2 separate regions of the Mus musculus genome follow, and region 1 is linked to region 2. A link is a contact called in public promoter capture Hi-C data. All regions are on one chromosome and are shown on one strand. Each heading gives the region's core, a stretch centred on a gene start, on an enhancer-like site or on the middle of the called end of the contact. The rest is flanking DNA. Distances are from core to core; before and after follow the strand shown.

Region 1 (5,140 bases), core at 2,408-4,907, 770 kb after region 2:
GGGGGGCTGGAAAGCACTGTGTGCTGTTCCAGAGGGCCCAGGTTACACTCCCAGCACCTACATGATGGCTCAGAACCATCTGGGACTCTGGTTCCAGAGGATACAACACCCTCTTCTGCCTCTATGGACACTAGGCATGCGCATGGTACAGAGATACACATACAGACAGAACACCCACACACATACAATAAGAGCAAAACACAAATAATGAGAGACACAAGGAAATTTCCAGGGACCTTGAACTTTGGTCACTTGTTTGGGCAGGGTTATGTCTGCAGGCAGGATGGAAATGCCCAGTGCGTGGAAGAGGCATTTTCTTCACTCTCTGAAACCTACACAGTTAGGTTATACCTCTGATGGGTAAACAAGCTCAGAGCCCGGTACTCTGACCTCCCAAGCTCAGTTCATTTTGCTGTGGCCTACTCTATATTACACACCTGTGAACAACCCTGGTCACAGAGGAGCTGTGTGAAGTATCATCTAGTGGTATGCTAAATGCATCACTCTCTAGTCATGGAGAATTTGGTAAATAATAGCATGTGTCAAGAACACCGCTGCCCATTTGCTTTCATATCAGCTAATTTAACTGCTACCCCAAATTCCTAGTGAAAGGCAACGCCTTATTAACGTGGAGAGATGACTAAAAAAGGCAGGTTAAGCAAGCACACCCGTGCACTTACACACATTAAAACATTCATCCATGCATATCCACATAAAATTGGGCATGTGAAGGGGCTACCTCTTGTATCCAGACAGGAACCCCAGTGGAGCGACATAGACACCAACCCACCCACAAAACTTTCAACTCCAAAATTATCCTGTCTACAAGAAATGCAGGCACAGAGACTGAGGGAATGGCCAACCAATAACCAGCCCAACTTGAGACCTATCTCATGGGCAAGCACCAATCCCTAACACTGTTAATGATACTCTGTTAGGCTTGCAGACAGGAGCATGTTTTTCCTCTGAGAGGCTCCACCCAGCAGCTGACTCAGCTACAGACACAGACATGCAAAGCCAAACTGGATGGAGCTAGGGGACTCTTCTGGCAGAACAGGAGGAAGGATTGTGGACCCCAAAGGGGATAGGAACTCCACAGGAAGACCAACAGAGTCACTAACCTGGGCCAGTGGTTCTCTCAGAATCTGAACCAACAACCAAAGAACACACACGGGCTGGATCTAGGCCTCATATATAGCAAATGTGTAGCTTAGCCTTCATCCGGGCTGCAAACAACTGGAATGGTGGCTATCCCAAAAGCTGTTGCCTGTACATGAGTTATGTTCTACTAGCTGGCTGCCTTGTCTGGCCTCAGTGGGGGAGGATGCGCCTAGCATCACAGTGACTTGAAATGCCAGGGTGTAATACCTGGGGAGTAGGGGGCGGGACCTGCCCAGAGAAGAAGGGGAGGGGGAAGAGGGGAAGGATTGTGGGAAGGGATGGGCAGGAGGGGGGCAGTGAGCAGGATGTAAAGTGAATAATTTAAAAAAGTTAAATTAAAAAAAGATTAAAAATCAAAAGCAAAACAAAAAATGAGCATAGTCTCACATGTGCACGCATGCATGCATGCACACGCACACATGAATGCACACGCATACATGCATGCACACGCACACTTGCATGCACACTTCTTGGAAACTAGCTCATCATTTCTCCCTCAGTTTCCCCACCCAAATGCAGGGCTCCTTTTGGGCAAGCACAAGGTAGGTGGCTTTTCACTTTCAAATGTAGTTCTCTGTCAAATTCCAATTAGCCTCGGCAGTGTGACCCATTGAGATAGACATTGTAGCCACTTGTTTATTTGTGCTTCTTAGTTATTGATGTGTTTATTCACCCTGAGACAGAAACTTTTCCAGAACAGCAGCTGAGGAAGATACAAAGTCACAACGAGCCAGAGAGGGAGGAAGCTACACTGAGCATAGGAACACGGTATTCAGCCAGGGAGGCTACCTACTGTGTGATCAAGCAAGGCTGAGGCCACCTACAGTGTGATCAAACAAGCCGCTCTCTGCATCCTTTGGGTTGACTTGCAAGATTTCTATAGTATAAAGGTTAATCCCGGTTGGCCTTTGTTATCATAAGAATTCAAGAACCATCAAATGAGGCAGATCTCCCAGACTCAAGCTGCCCTTAGGCCTCTTCCCCTCAGTGGTAATTTGAAATTACCCATTTGTTCTTTTCCTTGGGTGATACTAGAGTGATCTTTCATTTTTTTTTTAATTTTTTTAAAAATAAATATGTTTTCCTCCTTTCTGATTATAAAACATCTTTTTTAAACTGAAAGTTTGGAAAATAAAAAGAGAAAAAAGTAGAAAAAAATTATACATGAACTCAGATACAATGAATGATGTCTGGATCTTTAAAAAATTATTGTTATTACTTCTTAAATTACATGTAGCTGGGTGGTGGGGGTGCCTTTAGTCTCAGCACTTAGAAGGCAAAGACAAGCGGCTCTTTTGAGTTCGAGGCTAGACTGCTCTATAAAGCTAGTCCCAGGACAGCTAGGGCTACACAGAGAAACCCTGTCTTAAACAATGGCCTTAAATTATGTGTTTGTGTGTGCATCTGTGCATACAGGTATCATAAGACGTCAGAAGGGGGAGTCAGATCCGCCGGAGCCGCCTGACTTGGTTGCTGGGCCTCAAAAGTTCAGCAAGAACACCTTTCTTTCTTTCTTTCTTTCTTTCTTTCTTTCTTTCTTTCTTTCTTTCTTTCTTTCTCTTTCTTTCTTTCTTGTTTGTTTTTGTGTTTTGCTTTTTTTTTTTTTTTCGAGACAGGGTTTCTCTGTGTAGCCCTGGCTGTCCTGGAACTCACTCTGTAGACCAAGCTGGCCTCAAACTTAGAAATTCGCCTGCCTCTGCCTCCCAAGTGCTGGGATTAAAGGCGTGTGCCACTATTGCCCTGCTCTTCCAAAGGTCCTGAGTTCAAATCCCAGAAACCACATGGTGGCTCGAAAGAGCACTTTCTTAACTTTAGTCGTCTCTCCAGTCCCATGTCTGGATATTTTGATATATTTATTCCAGACATTTTCTACTGTTTCCTGCTTCCTCCCTCCTCGGTCTGAATCAGAGCTACTACTTTCTGATATTAGTGACTGCCTCCCAGGTTCCCGTTTCCCTGGGCTGTGGGACATTTCTGTAACCTGCTCTTGCACTAGTTCTCCTATAACGCTGGCCTAGGACTGAACTTTCTTGTAAATCGCGGCGGGTATTTTAAAGACCCAGTTCAGTAGCATTAATCCGGCAGCAAATGGTAATAACGCCTCTTTTCATGAAGGAGTTTTTTTTTAAAGCAAGTTTTAATTACTTAGCATTTAGAAGGGCAATAGATCTACTCGTGCACGCTGGCATTTTAACACCAGGTAATGATTTTGATCTTGCCCAGGCTCACCTGGAAAGCAATTTGAAACCTGGGCTGGACGTATGGACAGGGCACCAGGCGGGACACTGACCCAGCGCGGCTCCCCTTACCTAGGCAGTGCCAGGGCCTCTTCGCTGCGGCGGAAAGCCCCGGCGATAGAGGGGAGGGCCAGCACTCCGTCAAGGTCGAACGCGGCTACACGCAGCGCCATGGCGGCCCGGGCTGCAGCGTCAAGCTGACACAGACACGAAGCTGGAAGGCTGTGGCCTAGAGTGGGGAGGCTGGCTGTGGGAACCTAAGATTAGGGTCGTGCCAATCTCAGCACCGCCCCTCGCCCCGCCCCGCCCCGCCCCGCCCCGCCCAGTACTGACACTGCCCTGCCTACTGATCAGCTGCCTAGCCCGGAGCTTCTTGCTGGATGTCCCACCCAAGTGTCAATCCTGGTCTTGGCCACTTTTTCCTCCTTAGCCTAAGGACTAGAAACCCTGCCAAGGCTCCCCAATTCTCAGACTTTGACCGTTTGGAAACAGGCTTGGTATGGGGAGAGAGGGGTCTTGAGGAGGCAGGTTGGAGGAGACGGAATATTCTAAACATTTTCTCCTTCAGTATTTGGTCTTGATTGGCATATCCCATGTATGTTGGGATCTGTGGACCCTCTTCTCTAAATGTGGTCCACATCTTTGCAACCCCCTCACATCTGCCTGCTTCTTCTAGCAGTGTTTCTGGAATGCAAGACAGCCTCCTGTCTTGGTGTGCTAACCCAGAATACTTTTTCTCTTGAGGATTAAAAGAAATTAATCGAGTCTGTTTCCTTTTTCTACACTGTATTGTTTAAAAGTGAGCTGGGCTTCTTGGAGGTTTCTGGAACCTTCCTGCCCCTTGGCCCAGTGCTCTCCCTAGTTAAGAGAAAAAAGAGAAACCTCCTCTACTAATGAGTTAATTAACAAATCCACCGTTTAGTCCAAGGCTGTTGTGAAAGACTGCCTCCCTTACTGAAACCGGGAATTGGCTTCTTCCTTTGCTCTGGTTGCTGCGTGTTAGGTGGTGGGAAATGGCCCTACTGTGGGTTAATTTTTGTGAGTCTTTCAGACACTTCCTCTTCTTGCCTCAAGTCTTGTCTGGGGCAGTTTGTGTTTTCTGAGATTCACACCTAAGAAATGGAAAGTGGCTGAAAATGTGGGGGTGTTGCCCTGAGAACAGAAAGGGTCTTTTGAGAGTGCCTGTAGTGGATGGAGTGTTTAAGAAATAAACGAGATAGCTGGGCATGGTGGTGCACTTGGGAGGCAGAGGCAGGCAGATTTCTGAGTTCGAGGCCACAAAGTGAGTTCCAGGACAGCCAGGGCCATATAGAGAAACCCTGTCTTGAAAAACTGAAGAAAAAAAAAAGAAAGAAAGAAAGAAAGAAAGAGAGAGAGAGAGAGAGGGAGGGAGGGAGGGAGGGAGGGAGGGAGGGAGGGAGGGAGGGAGGGAGGAAGGAAGGAAGGAAGGAAGGAAGGAAGGAAGGAAGGAAGGAAGGAGATGGTCCTGGGCCTGAAGACAGAACGAGAGAGAACGTGAGCTGGGTATGGTCCCGTCTGCCTGTAATTCCAGCATTCCAGATGCAGAGGTAGAAGGCTCAAGCACTCAGTGTTAACCTCAGCTGCATATATAAGCTTGTATACAAACTCTTAAATAAGTCTCTGATTTGACAGACTTTCCTTTGAGTTCCAGATTTGCACATCCAACAACTTTGCTTGGCCATGAAATGGTCCTCCAAGGCTCCAGACTAAGGCTGAACTCT
Region 2 (5,039 bases), core at 1,892-4,391:
GCTGGAGAGATGGCTCAGTAGCTAAGATCATTGGCTGCTCTTTCAGAGGTCCTGAGTTCAATTCCCAGCAATCACATGGTGGCTCACAACCATCTATAATGGGGGTCTGGTGCCTTCTTCTGACATGCAGGTATATAGGCAGATAGAACACTCATATACATAAAATAAATAAACAAATATTTTTTAAAAAAAGTTTAAATGAGATAGTTTAAGAAAAATAAAAAAGGTGATGGTGGTGCACACCTTTAATTCCAGCACTTGGGAGGCAGAGGCAGGTCAGTCTCTGAGTTCGAGGCCAGCCTGGTCTACAGAGTGAGTTCCAGGACAGCCAGGGCTACACAGAGAAACTGTCTTGAAAAACAAATAAATGAGTAAATAAATATAAAAATAAAAAATAAAGAAAAAATGAATTCAGGCTGGGGATTTAGGTCAGTGGTAGAAACCTTGTCCAGCAGGCTCAAAGCCCTGGGTTTAATCTCCAGTACTGCAAAAATAAATTAGTAAGTAAATAAATATCAGTAATGGTGGTACATAAATGTAATCCTAGCACTCACGATGCAGAGGCAGGTGGATTTCTGTGAGTTCAAGGCCAGTTGGGGCTATACAGAGAGGCCCTGCCTTAAAAAAAAAAAAAGCAAATAAATAAAAATTATAAAAAGAAAAAAATTGGGCTGGAGATGTTGCTCAGTTGGCAGTATGATTGCCCAGTATGCACGAATGAAGCCCTGGGTTTGGTTCCCAATGAAACATAAATGGATGTCGGTGCCTGCCTGTGACCCCTGTTCTTGGGAAGTGGTAGAACCCTTGTCTATCTAAAAAGCTTAGTGTAGGCTTACTTACAATGCTAAAGATCCTGTCTCGGAAAACACAGTTAAACAAAAACCGAAGCCAGACCCTCATCCCTTTACAGAGCCTAGCCGTTTAAATCTTGCCATGTTGCTCACACTCCAGCTGGAGACCTACTCTGTGTATACAACTTTCATTTAGCTCAACAAGCACTTCTGGAGCCCCGGATTTTACTATGAAGACTCACTTGTCTCAGACACCCTAGTCCCTGGGCTACAATGATCAATTACGTGCTTTGTTTTCTGTATTGCTCAATTCTGAGTGAGCAGCAGTCTGCTTGTGAGGAGGCCAAGCGTTCCTTGGGGCAGAGACTGTATTGCAAACTTCAGGGTGATCAAGAAAGACTTGAGAGGAGGGACTGACTATACAGAAGCATTTGGGGACAACTGGAACAAGAACAGAAAGCCATGCATGGACTGCATATGTCCCTTTAATCATAAAGTGTACATTTCCAATCCATATCTTCATGTTAAGGGAAGGCTTTGTGTATTAAATAAAGTCACCGATGTGATGCCCTATAACACTTTATTCTTATCTGGAAACAGAACTTTTTCCTGAGGTTGAGAATTAAAAGGGAGAAGCAGTCTTGGGTGAACTACACCCTGGGCAGGCTGATCCTAGAGCAGGTAAGGCAGGCATTTGAAACTAGTTAATTCATCCATGTGGGGCTGTCTTGTGCACAGCAGGATATTGGTGGAATACTTAGCCTTCAGCAGCTTAAATGACAGTGAGAAATCACCCTCCCAACACCAGTAAAAATATATCTAGATATTTTAAGGACAAATTAATATTATTAGGGATAAAAAAAATCACCCCTAGTTGAGAATCATCTCCTGTAGGAATTTTGATTCCAGTTGGATAATTTTATTTCAACAAATAGTTGAGGGCAGAAAAAAGGACATACTATTTTTTTAAAATGTATTTATTGTGTATGTACAGGGCTGGAGTTGATTCCCTCCGCTATGTTGTGCATGTTGGGGCTCTAACTTGTGACATCAGACTTGGTCACAAGCAGTGTTACCCACGAGCCCTCTTGCCAGTTCCCAGGACATATTGTTTTTCATTTGCCGTGAGCTAGGCACTATCTCTAGTTACACTGCTTTGTTTTATAGATCAAGAAGCTGATGTGTTTAGGGCTGAACCTGCTAAAGATGCCAATGCTAACTCAGCTCTTAAAATGGGATGTGATTCCCAAGCTCTACTAACACTCCACGGCCTCCTAGAAACACAGGAAGTCCAAAATTGGAGGTGAACTGCAACTTCGAAGTATTTTAAAACTTTTTTTTTGAGAAGGGAGGGGCTATTACTCTTTTACTCATTAAATTTGATTGTAAACACACACACACACACACACTCACACACACTTAGACATTCGCACACACCCCTCTCCACTGTCCTTGGCCTTATCTAGAAAAAACACAGAACTACACAATGGAACCGCTTCGATTCTCCCTGTTACAAATTATCCAAAAGCCAGAGCCTAACGGTGCCAAAAAGCAACCGGTATTGTTTACACAAGGGCTGAAGGCTAATAGTTAACTTTCTCCTATTTAATTCCAGAAACAGTAAACATCGCCTCGCGCTACAACTACAAACGAATAAAAGTCATAAAACTGGAGAAGAACACTCTTGGTCCAAAGCGAAATGGAAAGGTTGGGTTTTCAAGCGCTTCCGCCCTCGCGCGCCGCCTCCCGCTACCCGGCCTCGGGTCCCTGTCGCCCTCGCCAAGCTCCTGTCCCTGGCGCCTAGAGCTTCTGGCTTCCTTTCCCGCCCTGGGGCGCGCTGGAAAAACAACAGCCAGAAACTTTGGTTGGGTTTGCAGTTCAGTTGGGGGGGGGGTCGGGGGGGGAGTCAAAAAAAAAAAAAAGGAGGCGCGGGGGTAGCAGATACGCTAGTTCGGTTCCGGGTGGTGCTGAACGCTCGGATTTCGGGGTGGGGGCTGGGGAAGTGGGTCACAACTCGGTCAGGTTCAAGTGCGCATGTGTGAGAGGAGTCGCTCCAGCACTTATTGAGCGCCCACTGTGTACCGCCAAGCAGGGTGTGTGGAGCGCGCGCGCGCACGTCCGGGGCTGGGGCTGGGGGCGCGCGAGTCGTGCGCGCGCGTGGCCGGGGGTGTGTCCCTGCGTCTGGCTGGCTCGCGGGCGGACTGGCTGCGAGCGGCTCGGCGCGCTCCCTTCCCGGGCGGGGGAATCCGGGCCGGGTTGTGGCCGCGGCCGCGTACGTGAGCGCAGTGTCCCGGAGAGGGAGGGCAGGCCGGCCAGGTGGGCGCGAAGGCGGCGGCGCGGGAGGCGGCGCAGTGCAGGGGCCGCGCCGGTGGCGGGCAGGGCCGCGGCCGCTGCAGGGAGCCGAGCTGTCTGGGTCAGTGGCCGGCCGAGGTGAGCTGCGCGCGGGACCTCGCATGGGTTGCAGCCCGGGTTTGGGGCCGACAGCCAGGGGTGGGTGGGAGACCCGGGAGGCTCGCGCGGCCCGGGCAGGACCGGGGCTGCTGCGGCGCTGGCGGGGTGACTGGGTGGGGGTGGCCGCTCTCCCTCTCACGCGTCGCCTTGTTTATGTCGCGGGTCCTACGGCCCGATCTCCCTCCCAACTTTGAGTGGTGGCCGGGAGTGGCCTCGCGGGGCCACACTGACCTGTTAACCTGCTCCCTTTCCGGCTGAGCCGTCAGCCCTGCGCTATGCGCGCCCCTGCCCTCTCCATAACCAGAGAGTGCCGTGCTGCGGGACTGGCCTCGCGACACACCCTCTCTCAACCCCCTTCTTGCGGCCCCTTTCGCCGCCCCCTTGGCTCTAAGCCTTCCGGGCTCACCCCGGGTCCCTCCCGGGCCGTGGCACTGTGGGCCTCTGGAGTGGCCCATGGGGGCCTGCAAAGGGAGTTTGTCATGGGCAAACAATTCCAAGGCTTCCTGCCTGGGAGTTAAGGCTCTGCACCTTCACTTTAGGGCCCTCTTGGAGATCTAAAGAGACCCACCTGCCAGCAATCTTGCAGGAGCCCTGTTTTCCATCCCTCCCTTTCCTGTGGTTCTGGAGGACTTCCACCAGGCATGGGTTCCCATGATGCCAGGCCATGGCACAGGGGCTATCTATAGTTCTTCACTGCTTTCTGCAAGATCCCTTAACAGAATGGTGTAAAGTGGAGCAGTTTGTTTCAAACTGAGCAATCAACAGGTATTGTAGCCTGAGGACATCCTTCTAAGGGGGGTTGTGTAAATAGAGGTTCTTGCTTTGGAAGGGTGAAACACAAGGAAATTGGTTAGCCCACAGGTACCTCTGAGAAGCCACTCTGCCCTCTTCCCACTGCCAAGCTTTCTGGATGATGTCTCTGAAAGCTATGAGAGAGAAATGATTTGAGAGCTCAAATGCAAATGAACGTGCAAGGGCTGCAAAGTTACTGTGCAGGCTCAGGCACAGGAGGCATGGGAGATAAAGGTGGGGAAGGGAATACGGAACTCAGTTTGAAATAATTTCCACCTGTGGATAATTCCCTGGCAAGACTCAGTCAGAAGGAGGAGTTCACAGGTGACAAGTTTACAAAAGGATGTCCAAGGGCTTGCTTGTCTTGGTGAGAAAGGCAATAGAAGACTCATAGATAACACCCGTCGGGGCTTGTAATCTCTTGGAGGACATAGAAAGACTTGAGCATGTGAAATATGACTCCAGATGGGGCACAGTTAGTTGTCACAATGCCAGGTGCAGAACTGGGTGCTGTTGGAGGTCACAGGGAGGGAGGGAGCTATGGACTGGAATTACCAGGCCTGGGCTATGTGTCCTTGAAAGATGGGATTTATGAAAATGGGATACAAAGTGGAGATGAATATGGGTTTCTCTAGAGTCCAGGAGATGGCCTTGGCCCTCCTGGAATGTTTCCTGAACAGTAAGAGATAGAGAGAGGAATAGTGGCTGAGATTGTGAAAGTCCTAGAAAGTCAGACTGAGAATTGGACTTTTATCCAGGGTGGACTGGGAAGACAGTAGACCAGGGGATGAGGTAACAAGGATATTGGTAAAGAGTTTTGAATCTGATGTTAGGAGACAGACCAGTGAAGTAGCCTGTTGCACTTTTGGAGTGCTGTGGGTTTGGACTTGGTTTTACTGGAAGACACTGCTGTTGAAGTAATCTGTTGACGGGGTGGGTGAAGGGAAGAAATGAATAGGAATTAATTCCTGGAGGAAGCTGATCACACACCAGGGCCTGGAGCTG

What was found. Promoter capture Hi-C pulls out the DNA fragments that hold promoters and counts their contacts.
Region 1: a contact with region 2 is called in a promoter capture Hi-C map of liver, with 4 times the contacts expected there. The contact joins the promoter of Ephx2 here to the promoter of Zfp395 in region 2. A contact is called at or near these places in 4 of 39 promoter capture datasets (the 3T3-L1 cell line, 3T3-L1-derived adipocytes, hippocampal neurons and 1 more).

Annotation. Positions count from the first base shown.
Region 1 is chr14:66,120,865-66,126,004 of GRCm38.p6, forward strand. Ephx2 (epoxide hydrolase 2, cytoplasmic) reads right to left here and starts at 3,658. Exons shown (of 19, transcript NM_007940.4): 1 at 3,471-3,658. The coding sequence starts at 3,571.
Region 2 is chr14:65,355,535-65,360,573 of GRCm38.p6, forward strand. It overlaps Zfp395 (zinc finger protein 395), which reads left to right and starts at 3,142. Exons shown (of 10, transcript NM_199029.2): 1 at 3,142-3,221.